Regions from separate parts of the Macaca mulatta genome. Here region 2 is linked to region 1. The links are chromatin contacts, called in public Hi-C maps. All regions are on one chromosome and are shown on one strand. Each heading gives the region's core, a stretch centred on a gene start, on an enhancer-like site or on the middle of the called end of the contact. The rest is flanking DNA. Distances are from core to core; before and after follow the strand shown.

Evidence for each region. Hi-C and Micro-C count contacts between places; a contact is called where the count stands out from the background.
Region 2: a contact with region 1 is called in a Hi-C map of liver, with 2.2 times the contacts expected there. The contact joins the promoter of ATG2A here to the promoter of MRPL49 in region 1. A contact is called at or near these places in 2 of 14 Hi-C or Micro-C datasets (fetal cortex germinal zone and liver).

The regions. Positions count from the first base shown.
Region 1 is chr14:9,253,899-9,261,411 of T2T-MMU8v2.0, reverse strand. MRPL49 (mitochondrial ribosomal protein L49) reads left to right here and starts at 4,533. Exons shown (of 4, transcript NM_001266995.2): 1 at 4,533-4,629; 2 at 7,491-7,513. The coding sequence starts at 4,552. FAU (FAU ubiquitin like and ribosomal protein S30 fusion) reads right to left here. Exons shown (of 6, transcript NM_001194638.2): 2 at 4,288-4,310; 3 at 3,935-4,017; 4 at 3,696-3,840; 5 at 3,177-3,232; 6 at 2,815-2,999. The coding sequence starts at 4,009. The coding sequence ends at 2,874.
Region 2 is chr14:9,472,238-9,479,750 of T2T-MMU8v2.0, reverse strand. It overlaps ATG2A (autophagy related 2A), which reads right to left and starts at 4,623. Exons shown (of 41, transcript XR_013403549.1): 1 at 4,379-4,623; 2 at 1,770-1,932; 3 at 1,518-1,670; 4 at 1,259-1,361; 5 at 704-839; 6 at 471-569.

The sequences.
Region 1 (7,513 bases), core at 3,284-5,783:
AACCCTCTCTCTTTAGCTCTATAATGCGCTGTGGCAGAAATCCACTTTACTAAACACCTACCCTGGGCCACTAATTGTGCCAAGCCTCAGAAAGGCGATGCATCCCTGCGCTGTACACAGACAAATAAAATGCACTAGAGGACACAGACGAATAAAAGGGCAGTTGGGATCGGATGCGGTGGCTCTCACGCCGATAATCCCAGCACTTTGGGAGGCCAAGGCGGGCAGATGACCTGAGGTCAGAAGTTTGACCACGGCCTGACCAACATGGAGAAACCCCATCTCTACTAATACAAAATTAGCCGGGCGTGAGGGACGGGTGCCTGTAGTCCCAGCTACTCCGGAGGCTGAGGCAGGAGAATCATTTGAACCCAGGAGGTGGAGGTTGCAGTGAGCTGAGATCGCGCCACCGCCCTCCAGCCTGGGAGCCTGGGCCACAGAGAGGAACTCCACCTCAAAAAAACAAAAAGCAGTATTTAAGAAATATTTGAGGCCGGGCGCGGTGGCTCAAGCCTGTAATCCCAGCACTTTGGGAGCCTGAGATGGGCGGATCATGAGGTCAGGAGATCGAGACCATCCTGGCTAATACGGTGAAACCCCGTCTCTACTAAAAAATACAAAAAACTAGCCGGGCGAAGTGGCGGGTGCCTGTAGTCCCAGCTACTTGGGAGGCTGAGGCAGGAGAATGGCGTGAACCCGAGAGGAGGAGCTTGCAGTGAGCTGAGATCCGGCCACTGCACTCCAGCCTGGGTGACAGAGCGAGACTCCGTCTCAAAAAAAAAAAAAAAAAAAAAAAGAAATATTTGAGCTCCTATTTTTCCTCCAAAACTGACTCTTCATTAAGTATCTTATTAAATACCACTATTCATCCATCTCATTAAGTGCAGGCCCCATTCTAGGTGCCAAGAACACAATGCACATCAAAGGGAGTTGGGGGTCCCTGTTCTAACAGAGCTCAGTCTTATGGTGGAGTGGAGGTGTGATGAACCAAACTGTGAGTGTTCTTTGCATCCCTACTACTACTACTGGTGGTCTAAGCTTCCTGACCCCTCACGTGGATGACAACACATTGTGTTTTTCCTTTCTTGCCAGCCCTCCAGAAAAACCTGCCAGATAAATTAGATCACAAGTCAGATCAGATCCTTCTCTTACTCAAAACCCTTCTGCGACCCTCCATTGCATTTGGACTCAAACCTAAACTTCTCTCCATGGCTGACAAGGCCTTGCAGGATCTGCTCCCACCCCTAGACATCACCTCTTCCCCATCTTCATACAGTCCTCTTGGCTTAAAATATTCCCCTACCTGATCACTTGATTTATTCATCTCAGGTCTCACACATGTCATTTAAACACGACCTCTCAGTTGGGCACAGTGGCTGACACCTGTACTCTCAGTACTTTGGGAGGCCAAGGTGGGCGGATCACTTGAGCCCAGTTCAAGACCAGCCTGGGCAACACAGCAACAAAACCCCGTCTCTGCAAGAAGTACAAAAACTTAGCCAGGAGTGGTGGTGCATGCCTGCAGTCCTCAGCTACTTGGGAGGCTGAGTAGGATCACCTGGGCCCAGGACTTGGAGGCTGCAGTGAGCCATGACTATGCGACTGCACTCCAGCCTGGATGAGAGACCTTGACTCAAAAAGAAAAAAGGCCGGGTGCTGTGGCTCACACCTGTAATCCCAGCACTTTGGGAGGCCAAGGCGGGTGATCACAATGTCAAGAGATCGAGACCATCCCGGCCAACATAGGGAAAACCCATCTCTACTAAAAATACAAAAAATTAGCTAAGCGTGGTGGCACATGCCTGTAGTCCCAGCTACTCTGGGGGCTGAGGCAGAAGAATGGTGCGAACCCAGGAGGTTGGAGACTCCGTCTCAATAAAAGATAAAGAAAAAAGAAAAACAAAAAAGAGGCCCTCTCTGGGATGCTATTGTATCTGTCCACATCCTCCCCCTTTCTAAACTGCTAGAAAGCAGAAAGCATGTCTTTAACACCACGAGACGAAAATAGCCAAGATTCACACACTACATCCTTTAACCTTCACAGCAGCTCTGGAGATGGCAGAGATTAAATTAGTAGTTAGTTCAAAGGCCAGCCACCCAGTAAATGGATTAGGAAAAAAAAGGTCCAAACTCAGGCATTCAAAGTCCACAGCCCAAGGGTTTTACCCTGTTGGATGCTATTTCCCAAGAACTGGCAGGTCCAGAAACTTTAGCTGAATGAGTAAGTGGGGTTCAGAAGTGCTGGGAGGCTCAGTTGCTAGAAGGCAACCCTGAATCAGCCCCAGAGATAATCCAACTTTTGGGAACACCAAAACATCACTATATCCAATCACAGATGTGATTAGGTTACCAAGTCTAGCCAGGCAATCATAGAGGTACAAACGAGACCATGCACCCAACGTAATATTTATTTCTAAAACCGAGGCAGACCAGATTCCTGCCCTGGACTCTAAGGCCACAGTTGGTATCAAGTTCAGGGAATGACCAGGTTCACCTTCTATACAAACCTCTTCCCCCACCCATCCCTCCCACTGCTGCCTCCATAACAAACGTCTCACCACAATGATTCCTGCTACCTTCTCTGTTTAGAAGATGAAAAAGAATGACTTGAGGGGACTGATCAAGTTACTTAGGATAGGGAATAACTCCAATTCTACACCTGAAGCCCCAGGATCTGTGGCTACTGTTTCTTCACAGAAAATTCCTCTTGCAGTTTACCATTTCTTCCCCTATACCAACGGCTTTTCTGCCTCACTGTTCTTACAGGGGACACAGCACCAACCTCTCCCCGAGGCCTTGCAAATAAAGATGAAGCAATGCGATGACTGAACTAAGTGGCTTTTTTATTAGAGAAAGCCGCAATTACAAAGGACTTAAGAATTGGCATTGGGGCCCTTCTTCTTGCCAAAGGTGGGCACAACGTTGACAAAGCGCCGGTTGTACTGCATCCGGCGCTTAGCCCGACCGGTCTTCTTCTTCTTCTTCTCCTGTTTGGCCACCTGAAGAAGGGAGGGTTAATCAGGCCCTGGTTTCTGTCTTCCACACCTAGCATCCTTTCCCTCAGGCTCATCTCCAGGGAGGGAGAAGGCAAACCGGGTAAGAACCCAGGGACTTGATTTAGCTGTGACAGGAAAAGACAAAGTCCAAACACCATGACCACTAATACTCTCACTCACCTTAGGAGTCTGACCTCTCACTTTCCCAGCACGGGCCAGGGAACCATGGACTTTACCTGTAATGGGAAAGGAAGGAACCAGCAGGTAAGAGCAAGAAGGTGCCACCCAGCAGAACCCCTCTTTCCTCAATTCAAGCCTTTAAAGAGAAGCTGGGCCCAACAGGTAATGAGAACAAAGCTGCAGATATCTGACCTTGAAATCTTAAGTTTCATTTCAGGATTTTCCAGCTTCTAACTTTCTAGAGCACTTTGGGGGCCCCGGTCTGACCTAATTTTAGTGGGGAAGCTGATAACCAGACTCGGATCTCGTGATGTGACTGAAACACAACTACACTCTGGCTCAGTCTCCCATGGACGTCTGTGTTCAACATGAGGGATGTAAACAGGAAGAATCACTCTGAACTGAGGGCAGTGAGAAGTACTCTATTACCATAGGTGTGACACTCAGCTGCCAGGACTATGCACCCCCTACCCACTAGACGCTTACCAGTAGTTCAAAAAACATTCTTCTCTCACTCACCTCCAAGCATGCGGCCTGCTACTTCCAGGGTAGTCAGGGCCTCCACCCCGCACTGGCCCAGAGTGGCCTCATCCTCCAAGGGGGTGCCTGCCAGGAGCACGACTTGATCTTCCGGGGCAATGCCCTCCAGTGAAGCTACATGAGCCTACAGGGAAAGATAAGGCTCGTAAGTGTTCCCTCGGGCCGCGAGGGTGAAGAGCACAAGAAAATGGAACCCAGGGCGCACCAAGCAGCCTTACCTTGATTTGGGCGACCGTTTCCTGGCCGGTCACCTCGAGGGTGTGTAGCTCCTGGGCGCGGACAAAAAGCTGCATGTTGACGACTGAGTAAAGAAATACGGCTTGTAAGAGAAGCGAAGAAATGCTCTGGGATAAAGGAGGTTTGGGAATGGAAAGTGGTCCAGAAACGATAGCGATGGGATGGAGGTGGTCGCGGCGGCTCACGTGGGGAAGGCCAGGCCTCCCGAAGAATTCGGATAGGGACTGGAGCAGGGCCACAGAGCCGGCCTGGTTCTTCAGTTTCCCCCGCGCCCTCTGATCCCGCAGCCAATCTGCTACAAGCCCTTCGGATCCAGCCAAGGCCCTATTCTTACCTGAACCGCGGTCCCAGCTGCCGCTACCGCGAAGATGGAGTCGAGAAAGAGGAAGAAGCGAGGGCGCGTCTGTACTGACCGCGAGCTGCGTATCACGTCACTACTGAGCGACCGCGCGGGTCTCTGATATTTGTACCGCCCAAGGCGACCCTAGCTCCGCCCCTTTACGCTCGCACAGGCGAGCCTGCCAGGGGCAGGCAGCGCGCGCAGGAGGGGGCGGAACCAGACCGTTGCGTGCACAGACGGCTGGCGTACGAGGTCAAGATGGCCGTTACCATGTTCCGGGCTGCGCTTCGGGGATGGAGAACCGGTGTCCAGCGGGGCTGCGGGCTACGGCTGTTGGTGAGAGCGCTGAGCGAGGAGCTGAGGGCATCGCGTGGGTGTGAGGCTCAGTGTTAATCATTGTTAACCCCGAAAACTAAGGCATTCCTACTTGGGGCCTTAGTTTTGTCGTTTTCGATCGGAAGAGCTTGTCTCCCGATCGAGTGTAGATACAGAAACGAGAAAGTGGTAGACTGCGGTGCTCTTTGGGAGCACTTAACACAGTGCCTGGCAGTGTCTATGTAAGCCAAAACGTTTCAGATAAGGGGCGGGATCCTAGCATGAGTGTGCGTAGGGAATTATGATTGCCTTAATTCTTTTTTTCTTTTTTTTTTTTTTGAGACAGAGTCTCGTTCTGTTGCGCAGGCTGGAGTGCAGTGGCGCGATCTCGGCTTACTGCCAGCTCCGCCTCCCGGGTTCACGCCATCCTCCTGCCTCAACCTCCTGAGTAGCTGGGACTACAGGCGCCCGCCACCACGCTAGGCTAATTTTTTTGTATTTTTAGTAGAGATGGGTTTCACCGTGTTAGCCAGGATGGTCTCGATCTCCTGACCTCGAGATCCGCCCGCCTCGGCCTCCCGAAGTGCTGGGATTACAGGCGTGAGCCACCGCGCCCGGCTGATTGCCTTAATTGTTAAGGCAATCATAAGATTAAACACCACTATATCCAATCACAGATGTGATTAGGTGAGCAAGGCCAGCCAGGCAATCATGAAGGTACAAACAAGGTTACGCTGCCAATGTAATAATAATATCTATTCCTAAAACCGAGGCAGAAAGTTAAGCCTTAAGTTTCTAAAGACTTGATTGACTTTTCAGAAGTCTACACATACTCTTTTGAATCCCACCGAAATCCTAAGAGAGGTAGACCATTCAGAGTATATGAGCCTCCTTTCCATCCCGTCTGTACCCTGCACCATGGAAAACCAAAGACTGGTGCTATCTTATGTCAACTTAAATAACGGACTCTAAAAGAAAATGATATTTATTCGGAAATGGGTGTATACTATGTGCTTATCAGGGAGGTAAAAGAAGACAAAGGTTTTTAACGGAAAAATGGGCCAGGCACGGTGGCTCACGCCTGTAATCCCAGCACTTTGGGAGGCCAAGGCGGATAGATCACCTGGAGTCAGGAGTTTGAGACTAGCCTGGCCAACATGGTGAAACCCGTCTCTACAAAAAATACAAAAATTAGCCGGGTGTGATGGCGTGTGCCTGTAGTCCCAGCTACTTGGGAGGCTGAGGCAGGAGACTTAACTTGAACTTGGGAGGCGGAGGTTGCAGTGAGCCGAGATCACGCCACTGCACTCCAGCCTAGGTGACAGAGTGAGACTCCGTCCCCCCCCAAAAAAAAATAAAGGAAAGGAAAAAAGAATATTACATAATTGTATTGAGATAGTTATCCTTGGCTACAAGGATGAATAACAAGGGTGGTGCCAGTTCAAGATTGGACAGGCAGTTGTTGGACAGATGGCCCTGCAGAAATTTTTGTTTGTTTATTTTTGTTTTTTGAGAGAGTCTTGTTGCTCTGTCACCCAGGCTGCAGTGCAGTAGCATGATACCAGTTCACTGCAACCGCTGCCCCCTGTGTTCAAGCAATTCTCCTGCCTCAGCCTCCCAAGTAGCTGGGATTACAGGCATGCACTACCATACCTGGCTAATTTTTTTTTTTTTTTTTTTTTGAGACGGAGTCTCGCTGTATCTCCCAGGCTGGAGTGCAGTGGCGCGATCTCAGCTCACTGCAAGCTCCGCCCCCTGGGTTCACGCCATTCTCCCGACTCAGCCTCCCAAGTAGCTGGGACTACAGGCGCCCGCTACCACGCCCGGCTAATTTTTTTTTTTGTATTTTTAGTAGAGACGGGGTTTCACGGTGTTAGCCAGGATAGTCTCGATCTCCTGACCTCGTGATCCACCCGCCTCGGCCTCCCAAAGTGCTGGGATTACAGGCTTGAGCCACCGCGCCCGGCCTTTTTTTTTTTTTTGAGACGGAGTCTCGCTGTGTCGCCCAGGCTGGAGTGCAGTGGCGTGATCTCGGCTCACTGCAAGCTCCGCCTCCCGGGTTCACGCCATTCTCCCGCCTCAGCCTCCGAGTAGCTGGGACTACAGGCGCCCGCCACCACGCCCGGCTAGTTTTTTGTATTTTTAGTAGAGACGGGGTTTCACCATGTTAGCCAGGATGGTCTCGATCTCCTGACCTCGTGATCCACCCGCCTCGGCCTCCCAAAGTGCTGGGATTACAGGCTTGAGCCACCGCGCCCGGCCAATTTTTGTATTTTTAGTAGAGATGGGGTTTCGCCATGTTGGCCAGGCTGGTGTTGAACTCCTGACTTCAGGTGATCCACCTGCCTCGGCCTCCCAAAGTGCTGGGATTACAGACGTGAGCCACCGTGCCCAGCCAGAAATACTTTTTTGTGTAAGGTTGCAGTGGCCTTTGTGCAAGTCTGTGGTTTTTGCAGTCTTTTGTGATAGTTCTTGTTATTAAGTATTTGTGCACAAGAACTCTTTTTTTTTTTTTTTGTCTTTTTTTTTTTTTTTTCCTTTTTGTGGAGAACGGGGTCTCGCTATATTACCCAGGCAGGTCTCGAACTCCTGGGCTCAAGCCATCCTCCCACCTCTGCCTCCCTGAGAGCTGGGATTACAGGCATGAGCCACCACGCCCGGCCAAGAACTCTCTCTTCATGGCCCTCCCTAGCTTTGTTTGTTGGGATTTTTAACCCAAGTGACTCACTCCATTTTGATTCTGATAGCTTTCACACCGATCGCCCAGCCTTTTATTCATGCCATTCTCTCTGCCTGTAATGTTTCCATTCTCTACTTACTGAACTTATGCCATCCTGTGTTGTGTAGGCTAATGGAGAAATGGAATTTTTGTTTTGCTTCAGAGCCAGACCCAGGGCCCTCCAGA
Region 2 (7,513 bases), core at 3,374-5,873, 220 kb before region 1:
CCTCTCTGCCTCAGTTTCTTTTCTTTTTTTTTTTTTTTTAATGAGATGGAGTTTCGCTCTTGTTGCCCAGGCTGTAGTGCAATGGCACAATCTTGGCTCACTGCAACCTCTGCCTCCCGGGTTCAAGCAATTCGCCTGCCTCAGCCTTCCGAGTAGCTGGGATTACAGGCATGCGCCACCATGCCTGGCTAATTTTGTATTTTTCGTAGATACGGGGTTTCACTGTGTTGGCCAGGCTGGTCTCGAACTCCTGACCTCAGATGATCCACCCACCTCGGCCTCCCAAAGCGCTGGGATTACAGGCGTGAACCCTGTGCCTGGCCTACAGCCTCAGTTTCTTTAGCTGCCAAGAAGGAAGTAAATCCCCCACTTGACATCCCCACTCTGGTCTGTGGATAATCAGCCTTGCTGAGGAGGAGGAGTCTTAAGATGGGGTACTCACCCTCCTCCCCAGGAGCCTGGGGACCCACCTTGGGGCCAGGGAAGGCCTCATTTTGCTTCAACTTCACCATCAGCTCCATGTACCCTGAGCAGCTGCCAATCTGCAAGGGGGGCTCTGCAGGCTCTTCCTGGGAGGTGGGAGGATACAAGAGGGGAAGGTTGAGAAAATGGGGTCAGAGATGGATGGTCAGGAAGGATGGGAGGGGGGTCAGAGGGCTCAAGGGATAGGAGACAGGGGCTGTGGGAATCAGAGCCCACTCACCTGTGCGGGGAGCTCCTCGTAGTGCAGGCGGACCCCTGCCAGCTGCAGCAGCTTGTGCAGGAAGGCAGGCGGCTGATGCACGTCCACCGGCGGCGCCTGGCTCGGGTCCCGCACTGCCTCGTCACAGTACTCCAGTCTGGAGAGTGTAGGGTCAGCCCGTGCCCTGGCCACCCCAGGCCTGGAGCCCCTCTCTCCACACAGTGCTCTGTTCTAGGGGCACGGGGTCAGGGAGCCTGGCCTGCAGAACTGCCCCATCTTACCCAGGCCGCCCTGAACCGCCATGTCCAGCTCAGAGGCTCAGGCCAGCCCTTGCTCCTCAGACCCTCAGCATCTAACTTGGTTCTTGGGGCCTCGGCCACTCTGGGCCTGTATCACCCGGCCTCTGGACACCAGTCCAGGCTCACGATACAGCCCACCTCCCCAGCCCTACCACCACCGAGGCCCACCCAGACCCACCCTGCCTCTTCCCAGGAACCTAGGCTGTGGGTGGGGACCATTCAGCAGCTCCCACTCCCCCTCTTCACACCAGTCCACCCCAGATCACCCTGCCCTTACCTCTGCACACGGACCTCCACGGCCACACCACGTTCCCCATCACCCGGAGAGTGCTCCACCCTCACGACAGTGTCCAGGAAGGTCACTTTGATCCTCCGAAGCACTGAGGAGTCGGGGAGGGGTCTCAGGTCAAGTGGAGCAGCAAAAGGGAGGCAAAATTTCCCATGTGGGCACCAGGTGGCCATGCCGCTGTCTGGAGCCCTTGTCCTGTGTGCCATGGAGGGGCAGGGGACAGGGCGGCCAGGAGGGGCCTGCTCACCAGTCTCAATGGTCTGGGCAAACATCTCCAGCCCCTCCAGGGGCTGTGGTGGCTCAGAGGGCTCTGGTAGCCCGTCCCGCAGACACTCCTGGGCCAGCTGCAGGCTTGTGGTCATGCATGAGGCCCAGCTCTGTGAGTCGGCAGCCCCTGGCACTGTAGGGAGAAACAGGGTCTCAAGGCAGGCTGGCTCAGTCAGGTCCTAGACACCCTGGCCCTCCCCACTTGCCTGCCCCCAGCCTGCCCTGCCCTCACCTGGACCCCGGCGGGGCTGCAAGGTGAGCTGGAGGCCGGACACGCGCACTGTGCAGTGGTCGGTGAGCAGAGCAGCCCAAGGCACGGCCACCTCGATGGAGCCCACGAAGCCTTCCACCAGCTCCAGCGGTGACTCCATCGACTCCAGCACCTCGTTCACAGACTGGGAGCAAGCAAGGGACAAAACCAGCTCAGGGAAACCCCAAATCCCACAGCTGGCACAGGCTTACCTGGCCATGGTGCCTTGGAGAGCACCCTTGGCTTGCCCCGTCCCTCCACGTGTTATCTACAAGGTCCTACCTATGCTCATGCTGTCCCCTGCTACAGGCCAGCCCCCCCACCCTATCACCCAAAGATGCCTAATCCCTCAAGCCAGAGCAAATGTTTCCCTCACCACTTAATTCAAGATAATATTTACTGAGTACTTTCTACATGCTGACATTGAGACTAGATGGGTAAATAAAATGTCTTCATTCCCCAGCCAAGCTAGGCTCCAGCCAGGGACTCAGAGCAACTAGGATGAAACTGAGAGGTGAGCAGGTGCTGGGGGTTGGTGAGGGGGCCATGGGGAAGACGCCTAACCCAGCCTGGTCTGTCAGAGGAGGGGCAAGCTGAAGAATAAAGGGAGGGGGGTAGGCGCTGGTAGAAGGTGGTGTGTTGCAGGCACAGGACAACATGGGTACATGTCTGGCAGAGTCTGGAAAACCCATGTTCACCCTGGGTGAGGAGAGTTCAAAGGGACAGTGTCCAGGAGAGAGGGGTTGACCTGATGCCAGATGGGACCCCCCCTCAACCCCAAACACCTAGTGTAGCTGTACCTCTCTGTGAGGCACAAGGCTGAGCCCCTGGCTAAAATGTCCATGCTGGAGTTGTACCCCTGCCAACCTGGAAGCTCCTTGAAGGCTGTACCCCACCTGCTTCCCCCGTGACCCCAGGTGCCACCCAGAAAGGGCCTCAGTAAACTGGTCGGATCCAAGAATAAAAAAGCACATGGCAGAGCAGATGGAGTCCAAATTCCTCACCCAGAGACCCACAGCTCGGGAAACTGAGGCCTAGAGACAGGACTAATCTAGTCACCCAGTAAACAACAGGGACTGAGACTGGGATCCGGGCCTCTCTCTCTTCAGGCCACTTCAGAGGTCCTAGGCACTCAGCTTCTTTGGGGGCCTTCAAGGTGGGGTCTGCAGGCTGAGCTGGGAGGAGAGGCTGGTTATCAAGAAAGCACATGCATTCCACCAGGGCCCTAGAGAAGCCAATTCGACCCCCAGCAAGAGGGCAGGGAACACGAGTAGGGGCGTTTTCTGGAGCTGAAAGTAAAAAGGGGAAGCCTAGGGCTGGGTATGGTGGTTCACGCCTGTAATCTCAGCACTTTGGGAGGCTGAGGTGGGAGGATCGCTTCAGGAGTTCAAGACTAGCCTGGGCAACATAGCGAAATCCTGTCTCTATAAAAATAAAATAAAAAAGGGGCAGCCTAGAAGTCTGGGCCGTCTTTCAGGCCAGCCTTAGAGGCTAAGGTTACAGGTCAGAGAGGGCTTCCTACACCATAATTCACAGACAGCAGGCCACTGGGAGGTGCCCCCAGTTCAGGGCCGAGGGTTATCCTACCCCACATTTGCTCACCAGGGCCTGGCCTACCCCCAAAGCCTAGCTCTTCCATCCAGATTAGCAGACCCCTGAGTCCAGCCACAAAACTGAGAAGTCCCTGCCTCCATGCCCACCCCTGCTGCTCTGGACCTGGTGGATTGACCAGGACGTGCCTCTAATTGGTGGCTCCTTCAAAGCTCCCCAGGTCAGCTGAGCTGTGAGTCAGGGCTCCTTACCATTCCCAGCCTCAAGTCTCTGACCCAGACCTCACACCTCTTGGCCTCCCTGGCATCTCCCTTGGCCTCCTCCAGGCTTGAAGCCAGATCTCCCGACCTTTCCTCGAGGGCCCCCCTCGAGGCAGGGACACTGACCCCGGTGGGTGGGTGGGAGATGTGGGTGGGGGCCATCCAGTCCCTCCCTAGACACCCACTTAGCCCATCCCACTCTCCCAAAAACAGGAAGTAGGCAGCGACCCAGGCACACAAGGTGTTGATCAACACTGGTGCTGACGCGGTTGTTGACATACACATCCAGTGGTTTGTTGATCCCACCTACGGGCCCAGGACCGTGGGGTCAAGAGGTCAGGGCACATGATCCACAGGTGTCCTCGCCAGGGCTCCGGACTCCTACCAGCTTCCCCGACCAGCTGCACAGGCCCAAGTCTGTCACTGCCCTGGCCCAGCTCGGTTCCTATGCTACCTCCCCAGCCCCTCCTCGGCCACCCTCCTTAACTCAGCCCCCAAACTCGACGAGTTTGTCTTGCATTCTCCAGACAGGTGATCTTGCCCTCTCCAGCCTCAGTTTCTCCTCCTGTGGAGATGGAAACCCCTTCCCGCTCAGTTTCTGGCTCTGGTAAGGAACTGAAGCAGCCAGCCGGGGTGCCTCTGACGCCTGGAGAGGGCAAGATTCCCCTGGCCTCTCTACGCCCGGTGCCTGATCCCCCCGGCCCGATCTTTCCGCAGGGAGCCTCAGGTCGCTGCGCTCCCGCCCTCCGCACCTTCCTGGCCTCGGGCCTGGCTTCTCACCCAGATTTCCAGGTGGATGTCTCGCAGGGCAACGCTGCCCTTGTACAGATCGAGGCTGAGCTGGTCCAGGCTGAGGTGCTCTTGGAAGAAGTGACCTAAGTAGTGGTGCAGCAAGTAGCGGCAGACCCGCTCTTTCACACAGTTTGACCATGGCCACAGCCATCGTGACATCTCGGAGACCGCCGGGGCCGGGCCGCCTCCGCTTGCCGCCCGCCGGCGATCCCCGTCCGGCTCTGCTGTTCACTAGAGCCCCCGGCTCGCCCCGCCGCTTCTCTAGGCGCCAGGCCGCGCCCCCGGACGCCCAGCCACGCCCCTACGCTCACTGTCATTGGCTATTGCAAAGGGTGAGGCCTACTGATTGGCTGCGCGGGGCGGAGCCTTCGGGCGCGAAAAAGGGACTGGGCTCTCTGCATGATATAATGCCCTCAATCATGATTTACGCTTGCGTAAAGTACTGTGTGGGCGGACCTTTAACCTTCCTTCTACAGGCTCTGGGAAGGCTGTTGCTCCAGGTGCCGGCCCCGCAAAGGAATGCGCATGTGCTGATTCGTCCAACCACTTTAAGTGGTTGGGGAGGATTTAAAGGTACAGTGTCCCAGCAAACTTCGCAGAAGCCTTCCCCAGAGGAATAAACTCAGTGCGCGATCTTAAGCGCGCATCTGTGGAAACAATTAAGTGGGTAAACATTTGCATTTTGCAAAATCCTTTACCACCCTTTATCTCATTGAGCCCTCTTAACAATCGTTCAAGGTAGGGATTATTGCCACCGCTTTACAGGTAAGAAAAGAGATTTAGACACAAGAGAGACCCTGCCTCAAAAACAAACAAAAATAAAGGTTCTGAGTCCATCACCAAGGAAGGTCTTTTTTTCCCTCCTCACCCCGGAATGCTCAGCGGGAGATTAACTGACCCTCCCTTCTCTCTGCCGTGAATCAGGCCTTAGGCACCTCTCTGGAATAATAATAGCTTTTCATATCTCTAGTCCTAAAATCAAAGAATGGATTCTGCCTCCTTTAAGCAGGGGGGCATTGTTTTTGTACAGCTTGTGAGCTAAGTATGGTTTTTATGTTTTTTAAAAGGTTAGGGAAAAAATCAAAAGAAGAATGAACATTTCATGGCATATGAAAATCATATGGAATTCACATTCCAGTGTTTATAAATAATGTTTTGGTGTCACACAGCCATGCTCATTTGCGCAAGTTCTGTCCAGGGTTGCTTTCTTGCTACAAGAGCAGAATTCAGTACTTGAGACAGAGGCCTGCAAAGCCTAAAATATTTGTTTTCTGGCCCTTCACAGAAAAAGTTTGCCAACCATTGCTCTGTAGGGGGCGGCCACACAAAACCTCTTACATCATGGGCAACTTCAGGAACAGCCATAGATAATTATGTTTCTTTTCTTTTCTTTTTGAGACGGAGTCTTGCTCTGTCACCCAGGCTGGAGTTCAGTGGCACAATCTTGGCTCACTGCAACCTCTGCCTCCTGGGTTCAAATTATTCTCCTGCCTCGGCCTCCCGGAGTAGCTGGGATTACAGGTGTGAGCCACCACACCCGGCTAATTACCGTGTTGGTCAGGCTGGTCTCGAACTCCTGACCTTAGGTGATCAGCCCGCCTTGGCCTCCCAAAGTGTTGGGATTACAGGCATGAGCCACCGCGCCCAGCCTATGTTTCTATTTTATTTTCATTTATTTATGTATTTATTTTGAGACGGAGTCTTGCTCTGTTGCCCAGGCTGGAGTGCAGTGGTACAGTCTCGGCTCACGCAACCTCTGCCTCCTGGGTTCAAAGGATTCCTGAGTAGCTGGGATTACGGGTGTGAGCTACCCCGCCTAGCCTGTGTTTCCATTTTAATCTTACTTGGGAGCTGGACTCTTAAATTCTAATGCCAAAACTCAGCCTGAAGCAAGGGCAACCACCCTGGCCCACGGGGCAGGGACCTGTATTCCAGTCCCACCCATGGGTGGTTTCTTCTCCTCTTGTGACCCTCAGTTTTATCCTCTGTAACTGGGCTTGAGTTAGTAGGTGGAGACAGTTCATTACCAGGAAGGAACAGGCTCCATTCAGGGAGGCAGGCTGATAGGACAGCAATTCAGAAAGTGCTTATGGGCCGGGCGCAGTGGCTCAAGCCTGTAATCCCAGCACTTTGGGAGGCTAAGGCGGGCGGATCACGAGGTCAGGAGATCGAGACCATCCTGGCTAACACGGTGAAACCCCGTCTCTACTAAAAAATACAAAAAAAAGGCCGGGCGCCGTGGCTCAAGCCTGTAATCCCAGCACTTTGGGAGGCCGAGACGGGCGGATCACAAGGTCAGGAGATCGAGACCATCCTGGCTAACATGGTGAAACCCCGTCTCTACTAAAAATACAAAAAAACTAGCCGGGCGAGGTGGCGGGCGCCTGTAGTCCCAGCTACTCGGGAGGCTGAGGCAGGAGAATGGCGTAAACCCGGGAGGCGGAGCTTGCAGTGAGCTGAGATCCAGCCACTGCACTCCAGCCTGGGCGACAGAGCGAGACTCCGTCTCAAAAAAAAAAAAAAAAAAAAAAAAAAATTAGCCGAGCGTGATGGCGGGCGCCTGTAGTCCCAGCTACCAGGGAGGCTGAGGCAGGAGAATGGTGTAAACCTGGGAGGTGGAGCTTGCAGTGAGCCGAGAGTTTGTGCTACTGCACTCTCCGTCTCAAAAGAAAAAGAAAGTGCTTGTGGAAGGAATCGAGAGCTCTGCCTTCTTCCATGGCAGGCCGGGGGCAGTACTGTGCTCACCAACTGATTATTGCATTAATAATAATAGACCGGGTTGGGTTGCTCACTCCTGTAATCCCAGCACTTTGGGAGGCTGAGGCAGGATTGCTTGAGCCCAGGAGTTTGAGACCAGCCTGAGCAACATAGCTGAATCCCTGTGTCTACAAAAAAAAAAAAAGTTTCAAAAGATTAGCCAGGCGTGGTGGTGCGTACATGTGGTCATTTGAGCCCAGGAGTTTGAAATTGCAGTGAAGTCATGAATGCACCATGGCACTCCGGCCTGGGTGACAGACGGAGATCTTGTCTAAAAAAAAAAATTAATAGTAAATATAATTGCCACCATGAATTAAGCCTGTGTGATGTCCTAGGCCCTGGGCTTGTTACTTTACATGCACGATC